Regions from separate parts of the Oryctolagus cuniculus genome. Here region 1 is linked to region 2. A link is a contact called in public Hi-C data. All regions are on one chromosome and are shown on one strand. Each heading gives the region's core, a stretch centred on a gene start, on an enhancer-like site or on the middle of the called end of the contact. The rest is flanking DNA. Distances are from core to core; before and after follow the strand shown.

Region 1 (5,216 bases), core at 2,307-4,806, 160 kb after region 2:
CGCAGCACGCCGGCCATAGCAGCCACTTTGGGGGTGAACCAACGGAAAAAGGAAGACCTTTCTCTCTGTCTCTCTCTCTGTCAAAAAAAAAAAAAAAAAAAAAGTATTCTAACTTTTAAAGGCAGATACTTCATAATCAAAGCCTCCAAACAGGGGCCGGTGCTGTGGTGCAGTGGGTTAATGCCCTGGCCTGAAGCTCCGGCATCCCATATGGGCTCCGGTTCAAGACCAGGCTGCTCCACTTCTGATCCAGCTCTCTGTTATGGCCTGGGAAAGCAGTAGAAGATGGCCCAAGTCTTGAGAACCCTGCACCCGTGTGAGAGACCCAGAAGAAGCTCCTGCCTCCCGGCTTCGGATCGGCACAGCTCTAGCCATTGCAGCCATCTGGGGAGTAAACCAGCAGATGGATGACCTCTCTGTCTGCTCCTCCTCTCTCTGTGTAACTCTGACTTTCAAATAAATAAATAAATCTTAAAAAAAAAAAAAAAAAGCCTCCAGACAGTTGAAATTTTGCCTGGCTAAGGCCTACCTAGTACTGTAAAAAACACAGCAACCCAAATAGGCTCAACAGGAAAGCTGGCTTCCCACATCAAGAAACTGAAATCCAGACAAGCCCAACAGGCTGAATCAGAATGAATGAATGAATGGTATCCAGACCGTGGATTTAGTTAATGCATGGTACAACACAAACACTGCTGAGAAGCAGACATGATGCTTTGATTACTGCTTGAAATCAAAATTTTCCTTAAATCTTTGCTTTGAAGCTAGTTACACTAGACAAGAGACCAAGATGAAGAGAGTTTAGTACACAGTATTCCTTGGATCTTTTTTTTTTTCTTCTTTTTTTGACAGGCAGAGTGGACAGTGACAGAGAGAAAGGTCTTCCTTTTGCCGTTGGTTCACCCTCCAATGGCCGCCGGTGGCGCACCGCGGCTGGCGCACCGCGCTGATCCGATGGCAGGAGCCAGGTACTTCTCCTGGTCTCCCATGGGGTGCAGGGCCCAAGCACTTGGGCCATCCTCCACTGCACTCCCTGGCCACAGCAGAGAGCTGGCCTGGAAGAGGGGCAACCGGGACAGAATCTGGAGCCCCGACCGGGACTAGAACCCGGCGCACCGGCGCTGCAAAGTGGAGGATTAGCCTATTGAGCTGCGGCGCCGGCCCATCCTTGGATCTTCTTAATTCTCGCTTTTGATCCAAGCAAGTCACATCCTACACACACGATCTATCTGCCCCCACTCCTACAAATGCATCATTCTCACAGGAAGCTGGAAGTACAGGACCTCAGCACAAAGCAGAAGCCAGTGCAAAGCATGGGTTTTTTTCCTGCTCATCCTCAAATTAGCAACTACAAAATCATGCCACATTTCAAATTCAAGGAAAGGCTAATAATCAAAGCACTCTGAATTGTTTTTACAGTCTTAAGCATCCAGATTCACTCCATCTACAGATAAAAGCTTGGTTAGAACATGTCATGTCCTAAATGATATGGAAATGCAGCCTATTTTTAAAGGTCTGAAATTATTTCATCTCAAATTTATCATAGACCCACTTGCGTAACAGGGTTTTGGCAAGAATCCAGAGCTAAGTAACTGAATATAGTAAATGCTGGACTTTAGATCAGGCTAATTTTCAATCTCTAGCCAAAATAATTAGGGCACAGCTGCTTAGCCTCTCCCATATGAAAAATCCCCCCAATCTAAATTTATTTACCTGCTATGATTCTTTCTGTATCATCACAGCCCCTGTGAAATGGCATCGAGGTTCCCTTACTGGGTGCTTGATCAGAACAGAAGCAGCAGTAATTGCTACGCTCAGGATGAATGACATTCTTCCCTGACGTTAAAACATTTAGGACAAGTAGCTTCCAACACAAACGACCTGAGAGAGAATACCATACTACATTTCAAAGGATCAATAATACACAATCCCTAAACTGGCAGGTTTACAACTGATACTTTTTTCAACCTGAGCTCTTGAATGGCTGAGAATTAACTTAGATAAACTAACATAGTATAAAAACTCTCTGTAGTATCCAAAGCTTCATTTATTCAATCCATAACATTTGACAAACACACAACAATGTATTGTTAATTTAATTTTTAGAAAAAAAATACCTGTTTTTGGTAAAGGTTTGCAAAGGAAGAAAAATTTTAACTCACAATTCAGACCAGTGGGTTATGAAAATTCAGTTAACATAAGGATTGTGGAGAAAACCCTGATAGACACTGGTAACAGTGTGCAGTGGAAGATGACACAAGTGCTTGGGCCCCTGCAACCACATGGGAGACTTGAAGAAGTTCCTGGCCCGGCTATGGCTGCTGCAGTCATTTGGGAGAGTGAATCAGCAAACAGAAGATTTCTCCCTCTCTCTCTCTCTCTCTCTCTCTCTTCTAACTCGGCCTTTCAAATAAAAAAAAAATTTTTTTTGAGTTTCTATAAAGATTTATTTTTTTATTTGAAAGGCAAAGTTAAAGGAGAGAGGGGGGAAAGGAGGGGAGAGGAGAGAAGAGAAAACAAAGATAGTCAATCCACAGGCTCACTTCCCAAATGGCCAGAATGACCAAGGCTGGGTCAGGAGCCCAGGTTGCAGGGAGCTATACTGCAAGCAAGGCTACCAGGACTGGAACCAGTGCCCACATGGAATGCGGGCGCTGCACATGGCAGCTTAACTTGCTGTTACACAGCATTGGCCCCTAAATAAATAAACCTTAAAAAAAGATGCCTGGCTGGCGCTGTGGCATAGTGAGTAAGGCTGCCACCTACAGTGCCAGCATCCCATATGGGTGCCAATTCAAGACCCAGTTTCTCCACTTCTGATCCAGCTCTCTGCTATGGCCTGGGAAAGCAGATTACTCAAGTCATTGGGCCCCGGTACCTGTGTGGGAAACCAGGAAAAAGCTCCTGGCTCTTGGCTTGGGGAATGAACCAGCAGATGGAATACCTCTCTCTTCTCTTTCTCTCTCTGCCTCTCTGTGTAACTCTGACTTTCAAATAAATAAATCTTAAAAAAAAAAAAAAAAAAAAAAAGATGCTTGCATCCCATACTGAAGTGCCTGAATTCGAGTTCTTGCTCTGCTCCAAATTCCAGCTTGCTGCTAATGCACACCCTGGGAGGTAGCAGGTAATGGATCAAGTACTTAGATTACTAACACCACTGTGGGAGACCTGGATTGAGTTCTTGGCTTTGGTGACCTGGCTGGGCCATCTGGGAAGTAAAGCAACAGGAGTGCCTGCTCTCTCTTGCTTGAAGAAATAAACACCTGCTTCTATCTTTCACTTTTAAATCACAATGGTAGAATTAAAAACAAAACACATTCCAAAGAAAGAATGTTAATTACTCAGTACACAGAAATCCCATACCAACAGACTATAGTAATTAGGCAAAAAAAATGTAGTGGTCAGCTCTGTGGTGTAATGAGTAAGCCACTGCCTGCAAGGCTGGCATCCCATATGGGTGCCAGTATGAGTTTTGGCTGCTCCTCTTCCAATCCAGCCTTCTGCTATGACCTGGGAAAGCAGTAGAAGATGGCCCAAGTCCTTGGGACCCTGTACTTGTCTGGGAGACCTGGAAGAAGCTCCTGGGTCTGGATCAGCCCAGCTCCAGCTGCTGTGGCCATCTGGGGAGTGAACTAGCGGATGGAAGACCTCTCTCTGCCTCTGCCTCTCTGTAACTCTGCCTTTCAAACATACAAAGAAAAAACAAAAATGTACAGTACTTATATATCCAATCTTAGTAATGGTTCAAGTTCCAGAGATTTTGCTAAAATCAACCTATCTTTCAAGGGGGAATTTTGCCCTCTAGTGTACACTACAAGAAGTTAAACCCATGATGGAATTACATCAATAAACTACTGTTACAGTTAGCCAAAATACTTTTTCACTTCAATCCTTGGGCATCACAAATCTCTCCTTTAATAGAGATATTCCATGGCTGGTGCTGTGGAATAGCCGGTAAAGCTACCTCCTACAGCGCTGGCATCCCATATGGGTGCCAGTTTGAGTCCCAGGTGCTCAATTTCCGATCCAGCTCTCTGCTATGGCCTGAGAAAGTAGCAGAAGATGGCCCAAGTCCTTGAGCCTCTGTACCCACCTGGAAGACCTGGAAGAAGCTCCTGGCTTCGGACTGGCTCAGCTCCAGCCGTTGTGGCCACCTGGGGAGTGAACCAGTGGATGCAAGACCTCTCTGTCTCTGCCTTTCAAATAAATAAATAAAACTTAAAAAAAAAAAAAAAAAGATATTCCTTGTTCCCAAATCAATTTCCACTATCATATTGAGTGATTTTCTTATTGTCATTACTTCAAGTACTTATTCTATTCTTTCCAACATACCCAAGAAGTACCTAAAGCACTTAACACATTTACCACACCAAGAGAAATTCAGTACAACCGAGGATATAGGAATTCAGCAAAATAAAGTTGTTTTATTACAATTTTAAAATGTTATAATACAGATACCTGGCTCTTAGAGTTGTAAATTTTGCATTTGTTTTTTTGAGAGGCAGAGAGAGAGAAGAGCAGGCTCTATCTGCTGGCTCACTTCTTACATGCCCCCAACAGCCAGGGCTGGGCTGGGGCTGGAGCCAGGAGCTGAGAAGACAATCCAGGTCTCTCGCAGGGGTGGCAAGAACCCAATTACTGAAGCCATTACTGCTGTTTCCCACAGTCTGCATTAGCAAAAAGCTCAAGTCAAGAGCCAGAGCTGGGAATCAAATCCAGGTACTCCAACACGAGACACAGGAGACTTCAAACTGCTAGGCAAAATGCCTGCTCTCAAAGACAGGTTTTTAAAAATCTGTTTGCACTGTAAGCCAAAGCAAAAAGCAAAGGAAAAAAACTGTTGTGTGACAAAATTCACCTCTTCACAGGATTTTCTAAGAACACTAGAATTTGTTCAACTATGGGCAACTCTGAAAATCACCAGGGACAGCTGGTGCCGTGGCTCACTAGGATAATCCTCCGCCTGTGGCGCCGGCACCCTGGGTTCTAGTTCCGGTCGGGGCGCCGGATTCTGTCCTGGTTGCTCCTCTTCCAGGCCAGCTCTCTGCTGTGGCCCGAGAGGGCAGTGGAGGATGGCCCAAGTGCTTGGGCCCTGCACCCGCATGGGAAACCAGAAGAAGCACCTGGCTTCTGGCTTTGGATCAGGGTGGTGTGCTGGCCACAGCGGCCATTGGGGGGTGAACCAATGGAAAAGGAAGACCTTTCTCTCTGTCTCT
Region 2 (5,592 bases), core at 2,173-4,672:
AAAAAAATGCAGAAATGGAAAGATCTGTGACAGTGTTGGAATTTAGGTCGGAGAGATGGGGGGAGGGGGAACCAGCGCCCGAGGCGTCCCACCTGCCACGCCGGGGTGCCCGGCCACCTCTGGCTCCCGCGGGCCTCGTCTTACCGTTGTACCGGATCTTGCCCCAGCCTGTGGTGGCGCACAGCGTCCCCGCTGGGAAGTCGTCGTCGGCGCTGGGCAGGCACACGGCCGACACGGTCTGTGAGAAGCTGGCAGGCGTGGCCAGCTTCAGCAGGGTGATGTCGTTGCGGATGGTGAAAATGTTGAACTTGGGGTTCTTGAACACCTGTGCGCGACACCAGAGCCCCAGGTGAGGATCTGCAGGCCTGGGGGCCGCCCAGGAGCGGGAGACCACGGGCCTGGGGTGAGCGCTCTGCGCCTGCCCGCCCCCACCCCAGGCTCCAGCAGCAAGGGGCTTCCTCCTTCCGCGCGCCTCCACGCCCACCCCGCGAGACCGGGGCGTACCTTTGCGATCTTCAGCACCTGCACCTTCTCCTGGCTGGAGCCCTGGTCAAACTCCCCGGCCACGACCAAGTGGGAGGTACTGGAGAGGCCAGAGAGGGGACGGGATTCCCGCCGTGAGGAGGCGGCCAGGCGCTGGGGGCGGCGAGTGTGTGCCCGAGTAAGGGGAGTACGGCCCCCTGCCCGCCATGCACTCATGCGCGTGCGCGCTGCTGATCCTATCATTCTGGCAGGACGCATGGGCAGCTGCAACCATGAACAAGGCCGCTCACTGCCTTGTCTCCAAGGGGACCCTGGGCAGAGTGAACTTTGTATGCATTTCCCACAGGGTCTCTGAGGAGTGGAGGGGATAAAGGACTCGTCCTCAACCATGACAGCTTCCCTACCGCACCCCAAGGGCTTCCCTGGGGACCCACGGCCCTCACCTGACCCCGCAGTGGGCGGCGGTGACCACCCAGTTCTCGCTGATGAGGGAGCCCCCGCAGAAGTGGAAGCCGGTCTTGTCCTGGGGAAGAGGAGGGGGGGTCAGCAGTTCCCACCAGGCGGAGCCCCCAGCCTGACCAACGCCCCCCACCACCCGGTGCCTCCAGGCGCCCAGAGTCCCGCTCTCACCTGCAGGGACACCTGCCAGGGCCAGGACCCGGGGACGGCGTCCTCGCCATTGACGATCCTGGCCAGGCCGGTCAGCACGGGTTGGATGGCGGGGACCCCGCAGCCTGCGGGCAGGGTGCAGAAGGGCTGGACTGGAGCCACCAGGGCTGCACCTGTTTCTACCTCAGCCTGTCCAGGCCACCTCCTCTGCACATGGCCCCTGGACCCCCACCCAGCCTGCTGACCCCAGCTGGGGCCACCCAGGCTGCCCGAGGAGCAGAAATGAGGTCCGCCGTCAGGCCCCAGGCCCACGTCTGCTCTCTGCAACCCTGACCAGGCACAGCACTACTCTGAGCCTCAGTTTGCCCGTCTGTGAAACGGGGAGAACACCACTGACTTCACAGGGCCACGCTCCTCTGCTGGACTTGGGGAAGGCTGGGGCTCAGGCTCGGTGACCCCGAGTCGCGGGGAATCCTGGGTGCCGCCTCTGCACTGGGGGCTCGTGGGGAATTCTTTCCGTGACGTGTGGCAATCTCAGGAAATACTCACTCTGTGCAGTTTGGGCTTCTTGACTGTTTAATAAAATAAGACTTTGACTCCGTGCCACAAACGGACCCAGTGGAGAATAAGAAACGAATAAAATTGCGAGAAGGCAGGTGTACTCCCCATGTCCCAGGCGCGTTGCGGCGTTGGGACTGAGTGAATTCCTGCGCCTGTGCCGGGTTCCTCAGCTGGGCGCTGCGCGTGAGCAGGTGCCCGATGTAGCCCCACAGACCGGCTGTGCCAGCCGGCGCCTGCCTCTCCTGCCCTCAGCACCAGGCGCTGGACAGGCCCCTCACTGAGATTGGTGTGCGTGGAAATGCTGTGAGAATCATCTGTCTCTCTAGCAGGAAGGGATTAAATGGTGTCGGAGGGCACTGGGCGATGTGCCTGGGTTCCAGTCCCAGCTCCACCGGTTCCAGTGTCCTACGGATGTGCACCTGGAGGGAGGCAGAGCAGGTGACGACTCAACCGCCGGCTTCTGCCACCCACGTGGGAGACCTCGATGGACGCCTCCTGGAGTTGGCCCTGTCCATTTTGGACAATTGGAAATTGTAGATGTCCCCGCAGATGGTGGTACACTTCTGTGCCTTTGCCTCTCAAATAACTAAGACTTTAAAAAGAACTATCTGGGGCTGGCACTGTAGCGCAGTGGGTAAAGCCACCGCCTGCAGTGCCAGCAGCCCATATGGGTGCCGGCTGGAGTCCTGGCTGCTCCTCTTCCAGTCCAGCTCTCTGCTACGGCCTGGGGAAGTGGTGAAGATGGCCCAAGCGCTTGGGCCCCTGCACTTCCCCTCTGGGAAGACTCAGAGGAAGCTCCTGGCTTCAGATTGGCCCAGCTCCAGCCATTGCAGACATCAGGAGAGTGAACCAGTGGATGGAAGATTTTCTCTCTCTCCCTCTCTCCCTCTGCCTTTCAAATAAATTAAAAATAAATAAATAAATAAAAGGAGCTATCTCGGGACTGGCACTGTGGCAGGTGAAGCTGTCGCCTGTGACGCTTCTAATCCAGCTCCCTGCTAATGGCCTGGGAAAAGCAGTGGAAGATGGCCCGAGTGCTCGGGTCCCTGCCACCCTTAGGGAAAACCCAGATGAAGCTCCCGGCTCCTGGCTTCAGCCAGGCCCAGCCCTAGCCGTTGCAGCCATCTGGGGAATGAACCAGCGGAGGGAAGACCTCGCTCTCTCTCTTCCTCTCTAACTCTGGCTTTCAAATAAATAATTATCCTTTAAAAAACATCTGAAGCAAATCTGCAAAAAGGTAAGATTCGCTGAATCTCAGCATTAGACCCAGGATGTCACATTAGTCTTTCTTTCTTCCTTACCATTCCTTTCTTTTTGAAAGAAAACACAATGCTGAGCAAGTGCCTGGTGGACCCCTAGGGAAGATTCCTGTGGCCACGCCCTGTCCCCCCCCACACCTGCACTTCCGGAGCCTCAGGTCACGGCTGAGCCCCCACTCCTGGGCATGGGCAGGAGGCTCAGACAGCCCCAGCAGCCCCAGCAGCCCCAGCTGTGTGTGCGAGTGCCCTAGAGCCTGGGGCAGGGAGGGGCTCAGAGCTCCTCCCAGCCAGGCCACAGGGTCCTCCCAAAACGCGGCGGCCTCCACGGGACCCTGACCGCAGGGGCCACCAGGAGCTCAGAGACTCGACTCCCCCCACCCCCACCCCCACCCTCCAGGCCTGGCCAGCCGCTGAGCCCAGCACTTACTGAAGGCAGTCCCCAGGAGGGCGAAGCAGGAGAGGAGCCCAAGGAAAACCATGGTGCCGCAGGCGGAGAGGTGTACAGCTTACCTGCCCCGGCCGCCTTTATATCCCCAAGGGTTCCCCGAGCCCCACCCAGCACCCATGGCCCTGCCCAGCCAGGGAGGCTCGAGAGCCACCCTTCGTTATCCAAGGACCTTGGGCGATAAGTGGGGCCAAGACCCCCTCGCAGCCCAGCCTGGCTCAGGTGTCTCTGGGAAAGAGTGCACCTGCTTGTCCCAGGGCCCCACCCCACAGGCCTTGGCCATGCCCATATCCCCAGGGCACTTCGAGCAAGGCCAGGGCATGGCCCAGGAGCTCAGGACGCAGGGCCGGGGGACCTGCAGGGCCCAGTGCACCAGGAGGCTTTGCAGCTCCTAATTAAGGCAATCCCACTTCAGGATTCGAGAGGCCCAGCTGGTGGGGCCGGCACCATGGTGTAGTGGGTTAAGTTGCCACCTGCAGTGTCGGCATCCCATGTGGACACCAGTTCGAGTCCTGGCTGTTCCACTTCTGATGCAGATTCCTGATAAAGTGCCTGGGAAAGCAGCAGAAGATGGCCCAAGTGCTTGGGCCTCTGCAATCGCGTGGGAGACCCGGATGACCCTCCTGGCTTCAGCCTGGCTCAGCCCTGGCCATTGCAGCCATCTGGAGAGTGATCCTGTGGATGGAGGGTCTCCGTCTCTCCCTCTCTGTGTAACTCTGACTTGCAAATAAATCTTTAAAAAAATCAGCAGAATTTCCCCAGTGCTGGGGCCCCGGGACGTGAACCTGGACTCTCGGCAGATGGCGCTGATGAAACCGACATCCAAAAGCAGAGCGCGGCCGTGGGCATCAGGCGGGGGCCACTGGTCGCCAGCCCAGCCAGGCAGCCTTCGGGTGACAAGAAGTCGCCCTGGCTGGTGACGTCCACCCAGCCACCCGATGACTCGCCACCTAGGGAACCAGTTGTGGGGTCGGCTGTTGGTTTCCCATAAAATGGAGCTTTGATTCCACGCGGCAAAATGACCCAGGAAGCGGGGGGGGGGGGGGGGGGGCTTGGCAACCCGACACCACCGTGGAACTTGATGCTGGTTCAAGTTTTGCTGGTGTTTCCTTTATAAATTTGGTTTTGCTTCCAGCTGTGTGTGGATCAAGGGCTCTGACTGGGGGCCCTGCCAGCAGAGAAGCTGCCTGTGGCCGCCCAGGGCTGTCCCCTCCCTGATCCGGCACAGGCAGGCTCTGCCGAGCACACACACACGTGGGTGTCCCGGCCCAGGCAGTCTGCCGAGAGCGCCGCTCCCCACCGCCCAGTCCGAGCGAGCAGCCTCGCCCCTGGTATTTTCCTCGCTTCAGGGAATTTTCCAGAACAGGAAACAGAAGCAGGCTGAAGTCCCTTCGTCTGCTGTGGGTCACAGGGGCGGGGCGGGGGCCAGGCTGGGGAGGGAGAGTTTCCCGGCCTGCGAGAGGTGATCCCGGGGAGGCCCAGGATGACCCGAGGGTCCTCGTCTACACCTGTAGCCATTCCTCTGGGTCCCCAGCCCACTGCCCCCATCCCAGCCAGGGGACAGGGGACCGCTCTGTGAGGAGGAACCGCCCCGCCCTCTCGTCCACACGGTCAGCCTGGTTCTCAGGGGCAGCTCTTGAGGACAATCTAATCTAACTTCCCGCTTTCTGTGCCCTGGCACATTCTTGTGGGGGTGCGATGCTCAATACCCAGAGCTTCGGCTGCCACTTTGACACCATGAGACCCGCAAAAGCTGCAGCTCTCTCCCCCAGATCTGCTCTCAAAGAGCAGGTGCCAGTCAGCCACCAGCAGCCTCCCATTTGACCACAGCACCCTTGTGGTGGCTTCGGCCTCCATCCCCCACAGCCACACTCCATTTCTGGCCTCCCGGAAGCTGACCGCCAGGGGCGGGACTGCACCCACAGGTCCCCTGCCCTCTCTCCCTTCCCAATGGCTTCAGCCCACAGGAGGCACCTGCAGGAGCAGCCCTGGAGTCGGGGAGGCACAGCTGTCCCCCAGTACCCACAGGGCCCAGCTCCAGGGCTCCTGGATCCCAAAACCCGCAGGTGCTCACTCCCCTCACGTGGACTGGCGTGGCCCTGCGTGGAAGCCACACACCCTCACGTGCACTTCAGGTCATCCGTGAAGGCCGTGGACATGGCTGTCGCAAGGCTGTTCCTCGGGACGAGGACTGGACATCAGCCAGTGCGCCCAGGGCAGAGGCAAATGTTTCCT

The links. A called contact is a pair of places that touch in the nucleus more often than the background predicts.
Region 1: a contact with region 2 is called in a Hi-C map of psoas muscle, with 4 times the contacts expected there. The contact joins the enhancer-like site here to the promoter of CTRB2 in region 2. A contact is called at or near these places in 6 of 6 Hi-C or Micro-C datasets (ear pinna, embryonic fibroblasts, liver and 3 more).

Annotation. Positions count from the first base shown.
Region 1 is chr18:57,824,520-57,829,735 of mOryCun1.1, forward strand. All of the region lies in intron 5 of CFDP1 (craniofacial development protein 1), which reads right to left. Among named protein-coding and RNA genes, the nearest start is that of CFDP1, 33 kb to the right of the region's middle. Within about 2 kb of position 3,557, at least 1 of the 8 cell types and tissues checked has an H3K27ac peak or open chromatin away from gene starts, as enhancers often do.
Region 2 is chr18:57,667,146-57,672,737 of mOryCun1.1, forward strand. It overlaps CTRB2 (chymotrypsinogen B2), which reads right to left and starts at 3,423. Exons shown (of 7, transcript XM_017342364.3): 1 at 3,340-3,423; 2 at 1,114-1,217; 3 at 927-1,006; 4 at 505-583; 5 at 145-325. The coding sequence starts at 3,391.